Regions from separate parts of the Mus musculus genome. Here region 1 is linked to region 2. The links are chromatin contacts, called in public promoter capture Hi-C maps. All regions are on one chromosome and are shown on one strand. Each heading gives the region's core, a stretch centred on a gene start, on an enhancer-like site or on the middle of the called end of the contact. The rest is flanking DNA. Distances are from core to core; before and after follow the strand shown. Region 1 has its middle 17 kb from the start of Ier3. Region 2 has its middle 4.7 kb from the start of H2-D1.

What was found. Promoter capture Hi-C pulls out the DNA fragments that hold promoters and counts their contacts.
Region 1: a promoter capture Hi-C map of liver shows a contact between it and region 2, with 2.4 times the contacts expected there. The contact joins two enhancer-like sites. A contact is called at or near these places in 3 of 39 promoter capture datasets (cranial neural crest and liver) and 3 of 115 datasets of contacts at active chromatin or transcription factors (bone marrow-derived macrophages, microglia and pancreatic cancer cells).

The regions. Positions count from the first base shown.
Region 1 is chr17:35,802,925-35,806,382 of GRCm38.p6, reverse strand. No RefSeq gene overlaps it. Among named protein-coding and RNA genes, the nearest start is that of Ier3, 17 kb to the left of the region's middle. Within about 2 kb of position 2,137, at least 19 of the 459 cell types and tissues checked have an H3K27ac peak or open chromatin away from gene starts, as enhancers often do. A contact at or near this core is called in liver, where this site is marked.
Region 2 is chr17:35,256,637-35,260,183 of GRCm38.p6, reverse strand. No RefSeq gene overlaps it. Among named protein-coding and RNA genes, the nearest start is that of H2-D1, 4.7 kb to the left of the region's middle. Within about 2 kb of position 1,838, at least 185 of the 459 cell types and tissues checked have an H3K27ac peak or open chromatin away from gene starts, as enhancers often do. A contact at or near this core is called in liver, where this site is marked.

The DNA.
Region 1 (3,458 bases), core at 888-3,387, 550 kb before region 2:
AAGAACAACGTTTGCTCTTAACCACTGAGATATTTATCCAGCTGTTTTATCTATCTATCTATCTATCTATCTATCTATCTATCTATCTATCTATCTATCTATTTTTGAGACAGGGTCTCTTGTAGCTCAGTCTGTGATCTTGAATTCCATGATTCTCCTCCCTCTATCTCCCACTGGAGTTACAGGTATTGCACACAGATGGCTCCTCACAAGAACCCAGCAATTGCTACCAGCAAAGGTGAGAATGTGTGTAAGATGGTCAGATGCAGAAAACACCCACAGCATTCCTATTTCCCCTAGTAACTTGTATTTCTTTTCTTTCTTTCTTTCTTTCTTTCTTTCTTTTTTTGGTTTTTCAAGACAGGGTTTCTCTGTATAGCTCTGGCTGTCCTGGAACTCACTTTGTAGACCAGGCTGGCCTCGAACTCAGAAATCCATTCTTTTTCTTTCTTTCTTTTTTCTTTTTTTCCTTTTTTGAGACAGGGTGTTTCTCTGTAGGCCTAGTTGTCCAGAAACTCGCTCTGTAGCCCAGGCTGGCCTTGAACTCAGAGAAATGACACTTCTACTTCCTGAGTGTGGGATTAAAGTTATGCATCACCACCTCCTGAATTATTTATTTTTCTAACCTTCTATTTGAATTGAATTTTATTTCTAATTGAATGTGTGTATAATTGTGTGAGCTTATGTGCCGCACATGAGCTCAGATCCTTCAGAGCAGATCCTCTGGAACTGGAATTTTAGGCAGTTGTGAGCTACTGTGTGGGTGCTGGGAATTGAACCTGGGTCCTCTGGAAGAGCAACCAATGCGTTTAATCACTAAGTTACCTCTCCAGCCCTCTGTGCTGAAGTTTTCCTAAAATGATGAGTGTTAAACAAGTTTAGCTTTACTTACTCTCAGTGCTGAACATAAAGATTGAGGGAGACCCTGCGTGGAAAGTGTTTGTTGTGAGGAGTGTGTGTGGTAAGCTGTGTCAGTTGTCTGTCTTCCTCTAGCCCTTGTTGTTCACTGGTGTATGCTAGAGTTGGCCATGTCAGCTCCCCAGAGCTACGTGATACACCATGTTGACAATTTAAGGCTATTTTAATTATTATTTTAAAATATGTATTTATTTTTATGTGTATGACTTCTTCTTTTTTTGGGGGGGGGCATTTCTTTTTTTTTTTTTCTTTTTTTTTTTTTTTGGGTTTTTGGGTTTTTTGGTTTTTCGAGACAGGGTTTCTCTGTATAGCCCTGGCTGTCCTGGAGCTCACTTTGTAGACCAGGCTGGCCTCGAACTCAGAAATCCGCCTGCCTCTGCCTCCCGAGTGCTGGGATTAAAGGCGTGCGCCACCACGCCCGGCTGAGGGGGGGCATTTCAAGACAGGGTTTCTCTGTAGCCCTGGCTGTCCTGGACCTCACTCTGTAGATCAGGCTGGCCTCAAATTCAGAAATCCTCCTGCCTCTGCCTCCCAAGTGCTGGGATTAAAGGAGTGCGCCACCACGCCCGGCGTGTATGACTTCTGTATGCAAGCACATACATACATGCTTGGTACCCAAGGAGGCCAGAGGAAGGGGTTGAGTCCTCTGGGACCGGGATTACAGGCAGTTGTGAACTGCCACATGGCACTAGGAACCAAACCCCAGTCCTCTGAAAAAAGCAATACGAGCTTTTAACAATGGAGTCATCTCTCCTTATTTTTTTACTCTGATTATTTATGTGAGTGTATGCCGTGGTATGCACACAGATAACCAAGAAGAGTTGAGTTTTTCCTTTTACTGTGTGTTCCAGGAATTGAACTCAGGTTTTCAGGTTTGGTGACAAGTGCCCTGACCCTCGGAATCATCTCTCAACTTAGAGCTGACCTAGATACAAGCGTTTATAGCACAGAAATCAGAAGTGAAGCAAATCAGGGCCCCTCCACCCTGATCCCAGGCAGACACTTTGGTCCTTTCTTTCCTTCATAGATGTGAGCTGAGCAGTGGAGGACTGTGTGCCAGACAGGAGAGGTTTGGCTGTGAGTGGGACAGCTATAAACTCTAGCTACAAACATACTTCTCCATGACAGAAACAAAGTCCAGATAAAGGCAGATCAGTGAGGGCAGCTGCTCTAGCCGTGGCCTCACTATCCTCAGCGTCTGGCAGAATAGAATCTGCGTGGATCAAGACTGTGGGAAAACTGCTAATGTAGGTCAAAGTCCACTAAGACCGGATAACCTCTGCACAACATTGGAGATTCCCTTCATTGGCAGGATTTTCCCTCTCTGACCTTGTCTGGGGAATTCTAAGCTCTCACACATACCTCTACCTGAGGAATGTCAAGTAGCCTCAGTTAGATTACAGAGCACTTTTCTTTCTCCTGATAAATCTGTTCAGCTAGTACCTGAGATTCTTGAAATGCTTCTTCATGCCAATGAGGCATTCCTGACACCCTAAGCTTCCAGCCCATGAACTTTGCTATTCTGAGTGTTCCTACCCCAAGTCCTCCAAAACCTTATAAGCCTGGAATCATCCCAGGTAAAGTGGATCTGCCTCCTTATAGCTGGTTCCGGTGTGGTCATTCACAGTTCATACTCACATGGCTTCCTACCCTTACTCTTCTTGGCTCCCACTGCCTTCTTGAATTGAATCGGTTGACGATCCAAGAGAATAGGAAGGCCCACACAAGATGGCAGCTTGAGTTCCACCCTCCTGCTAGTAGGTGGGACACACTCTTCTTAGGAATTCAAATCCTTTTTTTTTGTTTGTTTGTTTGGTTTTTGGTTTTTTGAGACAGGGTTTCTCTGTGTAGCCCTGGCTATCCTGGAACTCACTCAGTAGACCAGGCTGGCCTTGAACTCAGAAATCCACCTGCCTCTGCCTCCCAAGTGCTGGGATTAAAAGCATGCGCCACCACTGCCCGACCACACTCCTCTTAGGATCACTGACAGAAGAAAGTCATGGCTGTGCATATTTCAAAGGGACTGAAATGAAGTCCTGAGCCCCATCTGGCTTCAGGTGGAGGCCTAGAGAGGATTGAATTGCAGTTGGCTGTGTGTCCTGGGGAAACTGGGAAGAGGAGGGTGGATCCTGGGATGGCCTAGGCAGCTGGCCACCCCACCCACGAAGGAGCAGTACTCGGAAACCTGTAGGAGAGGGAAAGGCAAGTTGGGGTTCCAGGAAGGAAGGGAGTTTGTACTATGAAGGGTCTGACTGGAATCGAGACAGGAATACAGACAAATGAAGTTAAGTAAACAAGGTGGAGGTCCGCCTCTCTCCGAGGATCTTGGAAAGCAGACAAAAGAATCTTTTATCTCTTGCCATTTGGCTGCTCCAGGCAGTGAACTTTTCTGTAGGGAGACAAATCAGAGGCATTTTAGAATTTTAATCTGACACACGTGTGTGCTGAACCTGAAGGAGGGGGGAAGAGACAGAAGAAGTAGCCAGAGAAGGACATTGTCTCCATGAGCTGGCCGGAAGGAGGAGACACAGAAGCAAAGA
Region 2 (3,547 bases), core at 589-3,088:
GTCAACCTCTGTTAGTAGTTGAGGGGCTCTCCCTGTTGGCGTATGGAGCCATTCTAGGGTCCCCGTTAGGGCAAGATTTGAATATGAAGACCCGGATTGGGTGTTGTGGATCATAGCGAGGCAGGTGTATGTAACATGGTGTTTAATAGAACAAATGATCTCTCTGGCTGTTGGGAGAGAAGAGAGAAGGAATCCTTTCCACCTTTAAGTAAATCAAACAGAGGCTGTGATTGCCTGGTTGATATAAGGAGCCAAGGTCTAAGCCAATAGTGCATATTCATGAATGGATGCAGAGGGTCTGCCTCTTGCTGGCCGACATCTTTACTCATCCTCGTCTGTCCAATCGGCACAGTCTGCAGGCAACAAGCCAGGCTGCACTAAGCCAGGAAAGCCAGGCTTAATTTAAAGTAGTACAGCTACTGTTTCTGGGGTGTTCTCTGAATCCTTGTAAGTGGAGGGGCATTTCTGTGTGCATCTACAGATGCAGGGTGAGTCTTATTGGCACTGGTGTGGTACGGTAAGGGTCCCTGAGCATCCTGCACCTCCTTTAGAGTGTTTCCATATCAGAGTAACTATCAGCAAAGGTAGAGCTGATCTGAACAGCTCCCTTGTGACCCACCAGCCCCTCCTGCCGTTTTCCCTGCTTACAGCTTGCTAAATTCGAATGTACACCCATGTTGTGTGACAGGATTGTCCTGGTAGACTTGACACCCCTCTTCTCGCCTCAAAATGTGAACCCATGGCAGACAAAAGTAACAGTGGCACCAAAGTCCACCTTGGTGAGCCAGTGAGATTTTGCTGGGTTACCAGAAGTACAAGTAATGAGAACTGAGATAGTTTGAATACAGCCGGCCCAGGGTGTGGCACTATGAGGAAGTGTGGCTTTGCTGGAGTGGGCATGGCTTTTTTAGAGGAAGTGTGTCACGGTGGGGATGGGCAATGAGAGCCTCCTAACCACACTAGGTCTTCCCCTAGCGGCCTTCAAATGAAGATGTAGAACTCGGGGGCTGGCGAGATGGCTAAGCGTTTAAGGGCACTGACTGCTCTTCCAGAGGATCTGAGTTAAGCAAACACACATACTGATAAATTTTTGGATATGGTTTTATACACACACACACACACACACACACACACACATGTTTATTTATTTTCAAGGTTTTGTGTAGCTCCAGTTGTTCTGGAACTCTTATGTAGACCCAGGTGGCCTAGAACTCCAAAGATCTGCCTGCCTCGGTCCCCACCCCACCCTAGTGCTGGGATTAAAGACATGGACACCATGCCAAGGTTTTAATAACATCTCGACAGGCTATAATAATAAATTCTGGGCTAGAGAAATGGCTCAGCGGTTAAGAGGACTGACTGCTTTTCCAGAGGTCCTGAGTTCAAATCCCAGCAACCACATGGTGGCTCACAACCATCTGTAATGAGATCTGATGCCCTCTTCTGGTGTGTCTGAAGACAGCTACAGTGTATAATAAATACATAAATCTTTTTTTAAAAATTCTTTAAAGGTTGTCATCGCTGACCTAGAATTTCCCAAATGGCTTGTAACAATTTTGGAAGTGTTGTGAAAGAGACACACTTTTTTTTTTTTTTTTTTTTTTTTCGAGACAGGGTTTCTCTGTATAGCCCTGGCTGTCCTGGAACTCACTTTGTAGACCAGGCTGGCCTCGGACTCAGAAATCCGCCTGCCTCTGCCTCCCAAGTGCTGGGATTAAAGGCGTGCGCCACCACCGCCCGGGTAAGAGGCACACTTTTTGACAACAGTGTGGTTTCCTGTTTTCCTTGTCATGTTCAAATCACGTGGGTGTACTCATAGTTTCATAGACCAGGAGAGCCGCCTGCAGGCTATCTGTGGAACTGCAGGCACAAATCCTAATCGGTATTGCAGCCGACCAGAAGCTTTGAGGGTAACAATGGCCCTGAAGCTCGGAAGCGCAGCCAGCTTGCCGCTAAAGCACCATCTTCCCAGAGCTTGCAGCTTTTTGGACATCAGAGAATTGAGACCTCCCCCAGGAGGTGAGGGAGAAGGTTGGACTCAGGATGTAAACAAGCAGGTTTCTGAGAAAGTGAAACTAGCCTGGTCCACAAGCGTTGGCTCCCAGTTACCTCTGGAGGATTCTGAGCAGCCCAGCGGGCCAACTCTGAGTTTCTCAGAGTTCCCGGGTCCCAGCTGTCATGAGTCTTCACGTGGGTTGCGTGGGCTGGCTTTCCAGCTGCCTTTGAGTCAGCCCCTACTCCCGTAAGTAACTGTCTTAGTTACTTTTACAGCTGTGAACAGACACTATAACCAAGGAAACTCTTAAAAGAACAAATTTAATTGGGGCTGGCTTTCAGGTTCAGAGGTTCAGTCCATTATCATCAAGGCAGTATCCAGGCAGGCGTGGCACTGGAGGAGGAGCAGAAAGAGAGTTCTACATCTTTTTAAATTTATTTACTTATTTTATGCATATGAATACACTGTAGCTATCTTCAGACACACCAGAAGAGGACATCAAATTCCATTATAGATGGTTGTGAGCCACCATGTGGTTGCTGAGACTTGAACTCAAATCAAGTGACATGTCACAGGGTTTCTATTGCTGTGGTAAACAACATGACCAAGCAATCTTGGGGACGAGAGAGTTTATTTGGCTTATACTTCCACATCACTGTTCATCACTGAAGGAAGTCAAGACAGGAAGTCAAAACATGGAAGGAACCTAGTGGCAGGAGCTGATGTGTTAATTAATTAATTAATGTGGCAGAGCATTGAAAACCCAGCTGCCATGCTAACAAACTACTGCAAAGCTTGCTTGCATCTCAGTTGCTGTCAAATAACATGGCTTAGGTTCTTCTCAGTGGCCCGGGGTTCTGAGCACGTTTCCTGGGTCATTGTGAACACAAGACAGCTCAGGACTGTTCCAAAGAGCAGAGACAAGAGCTGGTGTGCACGTACACACACTCACACACACTCTTTCTCTCTCATACACACTCACACTCAATCACACACACACTCTCACACACTCTCTCTCTCATACACACACTTTTTCTCTCTCACACACACTCTCTCTTACACACACACATTTTCTCTCTCTCTCACACACACTTTTTCTCTCTCACACACACTCACACTCAATCACACACACACACACACACACTCTCTCTCTCTCTCTCTCTCCCTCTCTCTCTCTCTCTTTTTGTTTTTGTTTTTCGAGACAGGGTTTCTCTGTGGCCCTGGCTGTCCTGGCACTCACTTTGTAGACCAGGCTGGCCTCGAACTCAAGAAATCCGCCTGCCTCTGCCTACCAAGTGCTGGGATTAAAGGCGTGCGCCACCACACCCGGCCCCCCCCCCTCTCTCTCTTATACACACACGCACACGCACACGCACACACACACACACACACACACGTCACTGGATGCTCCCAGGGAGGCTCCCAGGATAAAGCGACTGTCAGTTTATATCTGAGAGTCAGTGCTTGTGGATAAAGCTCAGTTGCTGACTGCCTGCTTTCCTTGTAAACGTTCACCAGACTTGGACCAGGCTTCTGCCAGAAGGGGGTTCT